2 separate regions of the Muntiacus reevesi genome follow, and region 2 is linked to region 1. The links are chromatin contacts, called in public Hi-C maps. All regions are on one chromosome and are shown on one strand. The core of a region is the stretch at or near the end of the contact, and the rest is flanking DNA. Distances in the headings are between cores, read along the strand shown. Region 1 holds the start of NT5C3A (5'-nucleotidase, cytosolic IIIA). Region 2 holds the start of LSM5 (LSM5 homolog, U6 small nuclear RNA and mRNA degradation associated).

Evidence for each region. Hi-C and Micro-C count contacts between places; a contact is called where the count stands out from the background.
Region 2: a Hi-C map of muscle shows a contact between it and region 1, with 4 times the contacts expected there. The contact joins the promoter of LSM5 here to the promoter of NT5C3A in region 1. A contact is called at or near these places in 2 of 3 Hi-C or Micro-C datasets (blood and muscle).

The regions. Positions count from the first base shown.
Region 1 is chr6:60,478,711-60,483,389 of mMunRee1.1, reverse strand. It overlaps NT5C3A (5'-nucleotidase, cytosolic IIIA), which reads right to left and starts at 2,561. Exons shown (of 9, transcript XM_065938596.1): 1 at 2,356-2,561. The coding sequence starts at 2,493.
Region 2 is chr6:60,718,319-60,723,393 of mMunRee1.1, reverse strand. It overlaps LSM5 (LSM5 homolog, U6 small nuclear RNA and mRNA degradation associated), which reads right to left and starts at 1,410. Exons shown (of 4, transcript XM_065939660.1): 1 at 1,270-1,410; 2 at 88-183. The coding sequence starts at 1,315.

The DNA of each region.
Region 1 (4,679 bases), core at 1,312-3,811:
CTGAACACCCGTTATTTGTCAGTATTCTCAAGGTTTCTCTTTTCATCCTGCTGCAAAGTTATGGATAAGAAATCATAACCATTTTCACTATTACTGCCAAGAAGTTAGACATTTCAGAAAGTACTGTTGCTAGTCCCAATCTATCTTCTCAACTCCAGCACTACATTTTCAGTTGTTGCTAATAACAACAACAGGTAATGTATATACTGTATATTACTATGGGCCAATATATGGCAATAATTGCTTTTCAAAGCACTTTACTTAATGTAACTAATTTATGGACATTTCTTCTTGGCTAAACAGGACAAAGTGAATTTGCTCCACATTGTCCCTGTCTGTTCTCTCTCTCTCCTTTTTGATCTTGGCTAATAATATAGCCATTATTACCATTTAGTTTGCAATCCCCACAATGTGATTAATCTCTTTAATGATCCTAAATAATGAAAAGCTCAAAATGATAGCAATTATGCCCACTGTGTTATTCATGTAACTTCATAACTACCCCATGAAGTAGGTAGTATTATTATCTTCCAATTAATAGGTGAACAGAGTCAGAGAAGTTAAAAAACCGGCCCAAGATCACATAGCTTGATAAATGAGAAAGCCTAGATTCAAAGTTAGGTTTGCATGAGTCCAGAGTTTGTATTGCCAAGTCCTGTTGATTTTATCTCTGAAGTGTTCATCCTCTGAGCTCTCATTTTCTAGTCTAGGCTCTAATCATCTTTCACAAGGAATACCGCCAGCATCCTCCTGAATTATTTCCTTCTTTCCAGGCCCTCCCCTTTCACCTTAATATAAGTGATCTTTATAAAATAAACTTTTGAACATGCAATTATCCTGTCCAACCACCTTTGATGGCTCCCCATTGCCTAAAAAATAAAGGGCAAACTGTTTGGAATGGCTTTACAACATTCCTTTACAATTTTGTCTCCTTGTCCACATTCCCTATCTCTTCCTTCCAAATACACGTCTGTATATTATGCTGCAGCCAGAATACTACTTGTCCTTATGCCTGAATTAATATTACATATTATGTATATTTAAAGATAGCGGCTTCATTGTGGATTTTGTGAAAGCATTGACTTTTTTACCTCTACTTGGTTTAGAAGAGAAGTGATAGACCAATGCACAGTCCAAGTACATACAAGTAGGTATGGCAATGTGGGTTCCCCCACCACATATATATTATACATTTTTGGTTTGTAACAAAAGGAAGCCACCAATGTTTTCTATGCAGGATAGCAACATAAACAAAATGAAAATTTTGAGATTAACATCTGCTCTTATGAGTACAGAAATGGAGAAAAGACTACGCAATAATAATCCAAGACTAATTTAATCCTAGCAATAACCAAAACTATTGGCATAAGAAACATGTGAGGAATTAACATTTTTAACTTTTATTTATGAAACAATATTTTTGTATTCAACCCAGGGCCAAGAGCAAAGATTGGGACAAATAGTTTCTGTGCTCAATTAGAACATATAGTTGAAGCTAAGTATTCTCAGTATATGAACCTAAAATTATATTATTTAGTATAGTGGTAAGCTGTCACTGATCTGTCAATACTAGATCCTAGAAGTTCATGTGTGTAGTACCTTATTGGGAGTATACACAGGACTGTTCACTCCAGAAAGTACCAAAGAATGCAACTTGCTGAGAAAACTGTCTTGATGAGAGGGCTCTAATTAAAACACAAAACATCCCCAACTTTGGAGCAAATATTGCCTATAAAGCACCTCAAATGGAATTATTCAAATACTGTCTTACAATAAAATTGGAAATAAATTTCTAAAACGTTATGTAAGAGGTTTGGTGGGGGGAAAAAAATGAACACAAAGATACTTCCCAGCAGTTCTGAGACAGGAGGGGTAACATTGCAAATACAAAATAAACTATTCTGAACTCCAGCTGGGTTAACTGTCATTTCTTTAATTAACCACTGACAAGTTACACCTTGTCATAACCAAGCACATCCTTGCCACGGTGCAAAAACCACCATCAGAACTGGATGGTTGCAACGGTCTTTGATCCGGGTTGCCAAGAGGAGGGCGAAACATCCCCAGGAACTTCCATTTCTTGAAAACACTGGTGTTGCTGTGGGAGGTAGTTTTTTTTCCGAATTACCTATTTGCTGCCTTTTTGTTTCAGAGATATAACTAAACCCACGGGAAGCCGAGCGCCGCCGTCAAGGGTCCAGACCAGGTCATCGGGCCCGCTGGGTCGCCCCAGGCGGGACGAACGGGTCCCCAGTGGGCCCCCAGCATTCCAGCAGCGGTCGGCGCGGGAAGGCGAGGCCGGACGAACCACCCCGACCCCTCACGCGCCCCGGCACGACGGGCCCCCACACTCACCATTTCGATGATCTTGGTCTTCCGGCCTGTCTTTCTCTTCAAGGTGAATATGTACTGGGCCAGCACTACCCCCGCCACCAGGGCGCACACGCTGGCGCTCGCTACCGCGCCCACCCTCGCCACCGCCGCTCGATCCATGGACCTGGCCTCCTTTGCCTCGCAGTTCGAGAAGACGTCGCTGGATGGCTACCGGCCTCAGAAACGCCGGCCGGTGGACAAGCCCGGGCGACCCGCCCCTCCTGCACGAGCCCCGCCCCCTGCACGAGTCCCGCCCTCAGGGAGGCCCCACCCACGAGGGCCCAGCGGCGGGAAGCAGGAGGCAGCTGGAGGAACCTGCCTGCACCGAAAGCCAAGGAGGGGAAGAGGGCCTTCTCAGAATCTGGGTCAGAGGAACTGCTCAAGGACAGAAAAGGGGAACTGAACTAAATCTCTCTCTCTCTGCTAATAAGGACCAGGCAGTGGTTCATTCCAGCCCCGCCCACTAGAAATTTGATGCCAACCGTCACTCAAAAATAATCCTCGGCCTTCCACCCTCCTCTGACACTCAGGACTACAACCCCCAGAAGGCACCTGGGGCGTTGCTATCTAACTTGCGCAGTAGCTTAGCTGCAGAGTGCTAGGACCAGCGGCAGGGTGCAGCAAAAGAAGGGAGTAAAAGGCGATCTACAGGATATGAGAAAATACTTGCAAACCGTTTACCTGACGAGGGGTTAATATCCAGTTTATGTTAAAAATGTTAACAACAACAAACCCCATTAAACAATAGGCAAAAGACTTGAATAGACAATTGGTAAAGAAGCTTATGAAACTTATCAATATTAATCATCAGGAAAATGAAAGTCAAAACCACAATGAGATATCACTTCACACAAGTTAGGACAACCACTGTCAAAAGGACCAGAAAATTAAAAATGTTGGTGAGGATGTGAAGAGTTGGAACCCTTGTGCACTGCTGGTGGAAATGTAAATTTGTGCAGCCACTGTGGGAAAATGTGTGGAAATTCCTCAAGAAATTAAAAACAGAATTACCATATGATCCAGCAATCCTATGTCAGGGTATATATCCAAAAGAATCGAAAGGAGACACTCATAGAAATTTTAGCCCTCCCATGTTCACTGCAGCACTATTCACAATAGCCAAGATGTGGAAGCAACTGAAATGTTCATCAAAAGATGAACTGATAAGAAAATGTGGAAATACATCAAAAGTAATATTATTCAACCTTTAAACAGAGGCGAATTCTGCAGTATTTGACAACACGAATCAATCTTGAAGACCTCATATATGTGAAATAAGCCAGTCATAACAAAGACAAGTTGCATTATTCTACTTCTATGAGTAGTCAGACTCTAAGAAACAGAAAGTATAATAGTGGTTGTGGGGTCTGAGGAAGAGGAAATGATGGAGTCGTTCAACTGAGTAGTGAGTTGTTTCAGTTTTGCAAGATGAAAAATTCCAGAGATCTGTTGCAGAACTGTGTGCCTACAGTTAACACTACTGTACTATACCTTTAAAAACTACGTTGGTAAATTTTATATGTTTTATACCACACACATTTAAAAAGTTGCTATGGCAACAGCGCAGCGACAGCTTGAAGTTAGGCTAGAGAAAGTAGGTGTTTTTTCTTTTTCTGCTAATTCCAATCATCGCCTCTTCCATCATTTTCCTTTCTGAGTAGCATGACTTGTTCTCACCTGCCTGGACTCTTTCAAGTTTCAAGGGATCGATGCAGTTTCCCCTGCTCGTCTCTAGGGATAACAGGAAGGGGATGCAGGGGAGCTACTTGGGGGGATCACATCAACTCTGTGGAGCTGGCGGTGCTACTCGGTGAGGCTCTCTCTTTGCCCAGGACATGAAAAAAGTTGGAACAGGAGAACAAGAGGGAGCAGTAAGGGTTGCTTTTCTCTGCACCCTCCACTCTTGCTCTAGTTGTTCCAGCCCTGGGACCCTGGCAGTTGTTCTGCTTGAAGGGAAATTTGTAGAAAGAGAGTTCTTAGAAAGGTGGAATAGAGCTTATCCGAGCAGGCATCTGGTGAGAAAACAAGTCTGGAATTAACCACTGGGTGCGTGAATGCCTTTTGTAGAACTGGGAAACACATGTTGGCTACAATCAGTCCATATGTTTGATTCCTCTGTTGTTGTTTTTAACTGTTTAAGTATGTAAATCTTTGTTTTTCTGTAAATTATTGTCCTTAATGATATATGATGTTGGGGTGGTAAGAACATATGAAGGAATTTGATGTAAATTTATGACTTTTTGCTATGCACAACCTTACACTCTGCTCTGATAGGATTATTGGCATAGTCTTGGCTTGGAACTAGT
Region 2 (5,075 bases), core at 161-2,660, 240 kb before region 1:
TGTAATAATTGGTAAGTACTGATAGTCTATAGTTCTTTTTAAAAAATACTGAAGAAAAACCCATACAACCACCTTTAAAAAGGATACTGACAAAGTCATCAAATCCCAGAAGTGTGCCAACAATCTCCTTATCACTCTTCATCACAATGTGAATTCTTGATCCTATACACTTGTCCACAAGCTCTACGGATATATTTTTTAAGGGAAAAAAAAAGGGGGGGGGGGGGTGGTGGGAGAGAGAAAAGATTAGTTTGCGCATCCATAACTTTAACAAATATTTGAGTGCCTACTGACACTTATTACGTGCATATGGTCAAAAGATAAGCCAGGAAAAGTATTCACTTAAAAACTTTAGACCTTATATTACATATTTCAGTCATTCTATTAACAGGAAAGTTTTCCCTGTTCTCCACTTATGCCTCTTTTGTAGCAATTTATCATGGTTGCGGTTTAATGTTATTTTAATTATCTGATTAACATATGAACGCCCCTCTTGACTCTAAGCTCCAAGAGAACTGAGAGGTGGTTGTTTTTACTCATCAATGTATCCCCAACGGACAGTGCCCGAAATGTACTGGTCATCCAGAAGAGTTTGTTCGAGGAAGGAAAAAAGCTTTACAATCACTGCCGCATCCACTAACTCGATAACCCTTCAAGTATAAAACATTAAGAAGAAAAAGGCATAACTGTCTTTACCAGGGATTCCTTCTTGTCATAAGTCTACGTCTGCCCCGTATCCTGTCTCCTACACTGGTTTGTATGCTATCTGAAGGTAATGGTCGTGATTTAAATTTGTTGAATAATGCCCAATCACAATGTCTAGTGCACAGATGCGCGGTAATTGTTTGCTAAATAAATGAATAACAAGAGCTCGTTTCCAGAGGCCTCTTTAAAGGCTCATTCCAGACCCGAGTGCCTCTCTCAAAAACCAGCCAGACAGGATCTAATCTGGGCACTTTAAATGCACGGTTGCGGAATGGGCATGCTACCCACTACTATAAAGGCGAGCGCACAACAAAGAAGGCCGACGACACATTCACCAAGAGTGAACCTTTCCGGTGAAGGTTTGGGGAGTCAAAAATCCCTGCCTCAAGAAAACCCCAACACGCCAAAGAGAAGTGGGCGGCCTGAAGCCGCAGGGACTAGGAGCCTAGAGGAGAGCGGCGGAGAAAGCTACATTTTTCTAACACTCGGCCATGGGCTGCCTTGCTCTTCGGCCCCAACCCTAACTTTCAGCTACCCACCCCGGCTCCCCAAGACAAAAATTACCTAGAGGAAGCAGCTGTGACGGGTTAGTGGTAGCGTTAGCCGCCATGCCTACGCCGGAAGTGGCCTGCCTCTATCGACGTCGGAACGGCGAGTTTGAAAGAGCGCGCTTCCGCTTTTTTCCTGCCCGGGCAGGCTCGACCAATCTGAGGCCGAGAGTGCGATCGAGGGGATCCAGCCACTTCCTTATCCTGCAGTGAGATTCTCAGTGTTTCTGTTGACTGAGCGTTCCACGTTCTCCACAGGTACCCTCCTCTCCAAACTTCCAAGAGACTTTAGAGATCTCCAGTCTTATAAATAAGGTATTCCTCTAATCAGGAAGACTTTGCGAAACGAAAACGTTTGTGCTGTCTTATTTCCCCCATCAAGCTGTGTCTCATATCAACCCAGGATCTTTCTTCGACCAGTATCAATAAATTTTATTTTCCCGCCACCGATTCATTGTGTTGCAATTTTCGTTAAAAAAAAAAAAAAAAATCTACCGCTTCTTTTAAAAGTTTGATGATTTGAAAACCCACAACTAACATTAAAAAAAAAACTTTTCTGGGCGAGGGGGAAATTTTAAGTATGTTTTCTATTTTCTACTATCGTTTTATTTTCCTTTTTTCTATTCTACTTTTTATATTTTTTCCATTTCTACTGTTTTCTATCTTCTACTATCAGGAGTTGGTGATGGACAGGGAAGCCTGGTGTGCTGCAGTCCATGGGGCCGCAAAGAGTCGGACAAGACTGAGCGACTGAACTGAATTGTCCTTTTTAATCTTATAATTTCTAGGAGTCTAGTATACACTTTCTGTATACACTATTTCTTCCAGAGTCTAACAGGCAACCACCAGATGTCACTCTATGTTAATAACATCACATTTAGGAAACCTTGGTGCTTTTACACATCTGTTTTGAAAAGAAAAAGCGAACAAATTTTCTGCGTTAGTCTATTTGTTTATATCTGAGGAGCTTAAAGCTGAAGAGTTTAAGCAGGAGAGGCCAGGAAGAACATCATTCATTCACACAACAATGGCTGTAAAGCACCAATCATTCATTCATCGAACAAATACTTTAGTTGAACATTGGCATTTTGCTTAATATAAAATAGTGTAAAAAATAAAATACTGTAAAGAACAGAACTACAATGTCTTCTGCCCTTATAGGAGCTAAAGGACAAATGGGGGAGAAAGACAACTAGCAAGCATTATGTACAACGCACGTGAAATTTAATATGTAAAGCAGAGTCCTCTTTTAACTTCAGGGATCTTTAGTCAATCGTCACATCATTCTCTGGCAAGACAAAGTAATGCCAAAATTTTTCTTTTTCCTATATCTATTTTTGTTTCTTTTTCACCACACCATAATGCGAATAGGAACCAAGTTCAAGGCATTGTTGCTACCTGATAGAGTTCAAAGTTTAAGAAAATAAGCTTTAAGTCAGTATTTTGCTTTCCATTACAGAAATCAAATTAACATTAGCAATATTCAGCACTACTGATGAAGAATAAAGGAGGTCTTGTACTCTGAAAAAGGTGATACAATTTGTTTACACAGTAGTTAATGGGGATTGCAGGAAGAGGTGTTTTTATTCTATTGAGTTCTTTCCTGAGGCAAGACACTAAAAGAAACAAGGCCAATTCCAAATGAATTTGAAAACGTATCATGGCTCTGTCTCCAGGGTTTTTCTCCTGGTTCTTACTTACAGAGCAGATATAAAATAGAACTTATAATTTATCATAACACATATTATAACTAAAAGAAGCTCTTCTACTGTATGTTCAGAAAGACATTTCTACTTTTTTCCCTGGAGATAAATTTCATCATAAAATATAAGCAAATTTTTCCTTTCAAAATAATGTTCAGGAAGTATTTCATTATCTCAAATTGCTATTTCCAATCTTGATCTTTCAAACACTTTTTTAAAATAAAGGAGAAATTCCTATTTTCCCTTAATGTGTCCTTGTAGACAATATGTTGCTAATTAGTGTATTTTATATTAATAGAACTCATTAAAAACTAATGTAAAGTTGTTAAATTGTTAAATGGACCAGTCTGTATAATTAGAGATGGAAAAAATTTTAGAAATTCCCTTGCTTACTTTCTCTCCCAGTTTTCCCTCTGACATATCTTCTTTGTTTACAGTATTATTTTAAATGACATATTTTTTAAGCATTTAAGCAAATAATGGTTATGAAGAAATGATTTCATCTTAGTTGGAGACCCTAGCATGCAAAATATAACAGATTTGGGGGGTATGGCTATGCTGGGCCTTATCTGTGGCACTTGAGATCTTTAGACGTGCCATACTGTGGCATGTGGGATCTAGTTCCCTGTGAAGTGAAGTCGCTCAGTTGTGTCCGACTCTTTCCACCCCATGAACTGTAGCCTACCAGGATCCTCAGTCCATGGGATTTTCCAGGCAAAAATACTGGAGTGGGCCCTGACCAGGATCAAACCCGGGCCCTCTGCATTGAGTCACTGGGCCACCAGGAAAGTTCTGATACAGATTTTATATTGCTATCACTGGGGTCTCCTACACAACAAAGTAAAGAGTTGGCATTCACTACACAGAGTTCTAAGATGCCCTGACCTTTCATCCTTTTAAAAAAAATGTTCAATTTCACTTCAATTTTAGCTAGGCTAATTGTGGAAAATGTCAAAGCAGATGGGAGAAAACAGTAACATATATATTCTGTATACAGGGAATGTTATAGTTTCACACACAGTTCTGAGTCAGTGCCAAAAATTTTGTAATACAGAAAAGAAATAGTAGCAACAACTTGAAGTTTTTCCACAGTATTATTAGCATTAAAACAATTCTACTGAATCACAGAAAGTATGTTCTATTAATAAGAAGAAAATGGAAATGAAAGTCACTCAGTCCTGTCCAACTCTTTGGAGACCTCACCAACTTTAATTATCTTCAAGGCTTCTCTATCCATGGAATTCTCCAGACAAGAATACCGGAGTGGGTAGCCATTCCCTTCTTCAGTGTGTGGTCCCTACCCAGGGATTGAACCCAGGTCTTCTGCATTGCAGGCAGATTCTTTACCATCTGAGCCACCATTATAGTTTTTCCCAGCCATGCTTAGATTAGAATGCAGGTCCTTAAATTTTAAGGCCAGAGTGGAAAACATCAACTATTAAGGTTGTCTAAACTAAGAGATGGGCAACTTGTAATGATAAACTTCACAACTAGTTATTGCAATAATTATGAATGCTATTTGAAGCAGGCACCTACCCTCAAACTGCCCTGGACAAGACTTGTTAAATCTGCTATTATTTCCACTATTCACTTTAAATTGATGTGAAATGAGATTCAGTTTCTTTTTTAATTCAACTAGTACAATCAGTAAGGAAATAAAAACCTCTGATGATAACTCCATGTATTTTGTGCTGATCAGAGCACTAAACCCAGATGATAGAATGAAAAAAAAATTTTTTTTTAAATAGCAGGACTAAATTGGCCTTTCCTGGTGGCTCAGACAGTTAAGAATCTGCCTGCAATGCCGGAGACCTGGGTTCAATCCCTGGGTCGGGAAGATCACCCAGAGAAGGGAATGTCTACCCACTCCAGTATTCTTGCCTGGATAATTTCATGAACAGAGGAGCCTGGCAGGCTACAGTCTGTGGGGTCGCAAAGAGTCTGACACGACTGAGCAACCAACACTTTCACAACAAAGCAAAAAATAAAATATCAGGACTAGAATAATCATTTTTACAGGTCTCCCTGTAAATTTAATTTACTTTCAAGGATATTCTGCATGAGGCCTTAAAACGCTTCCAAACTCCTATACATAATATTTCAATAAGGAAAAAACACA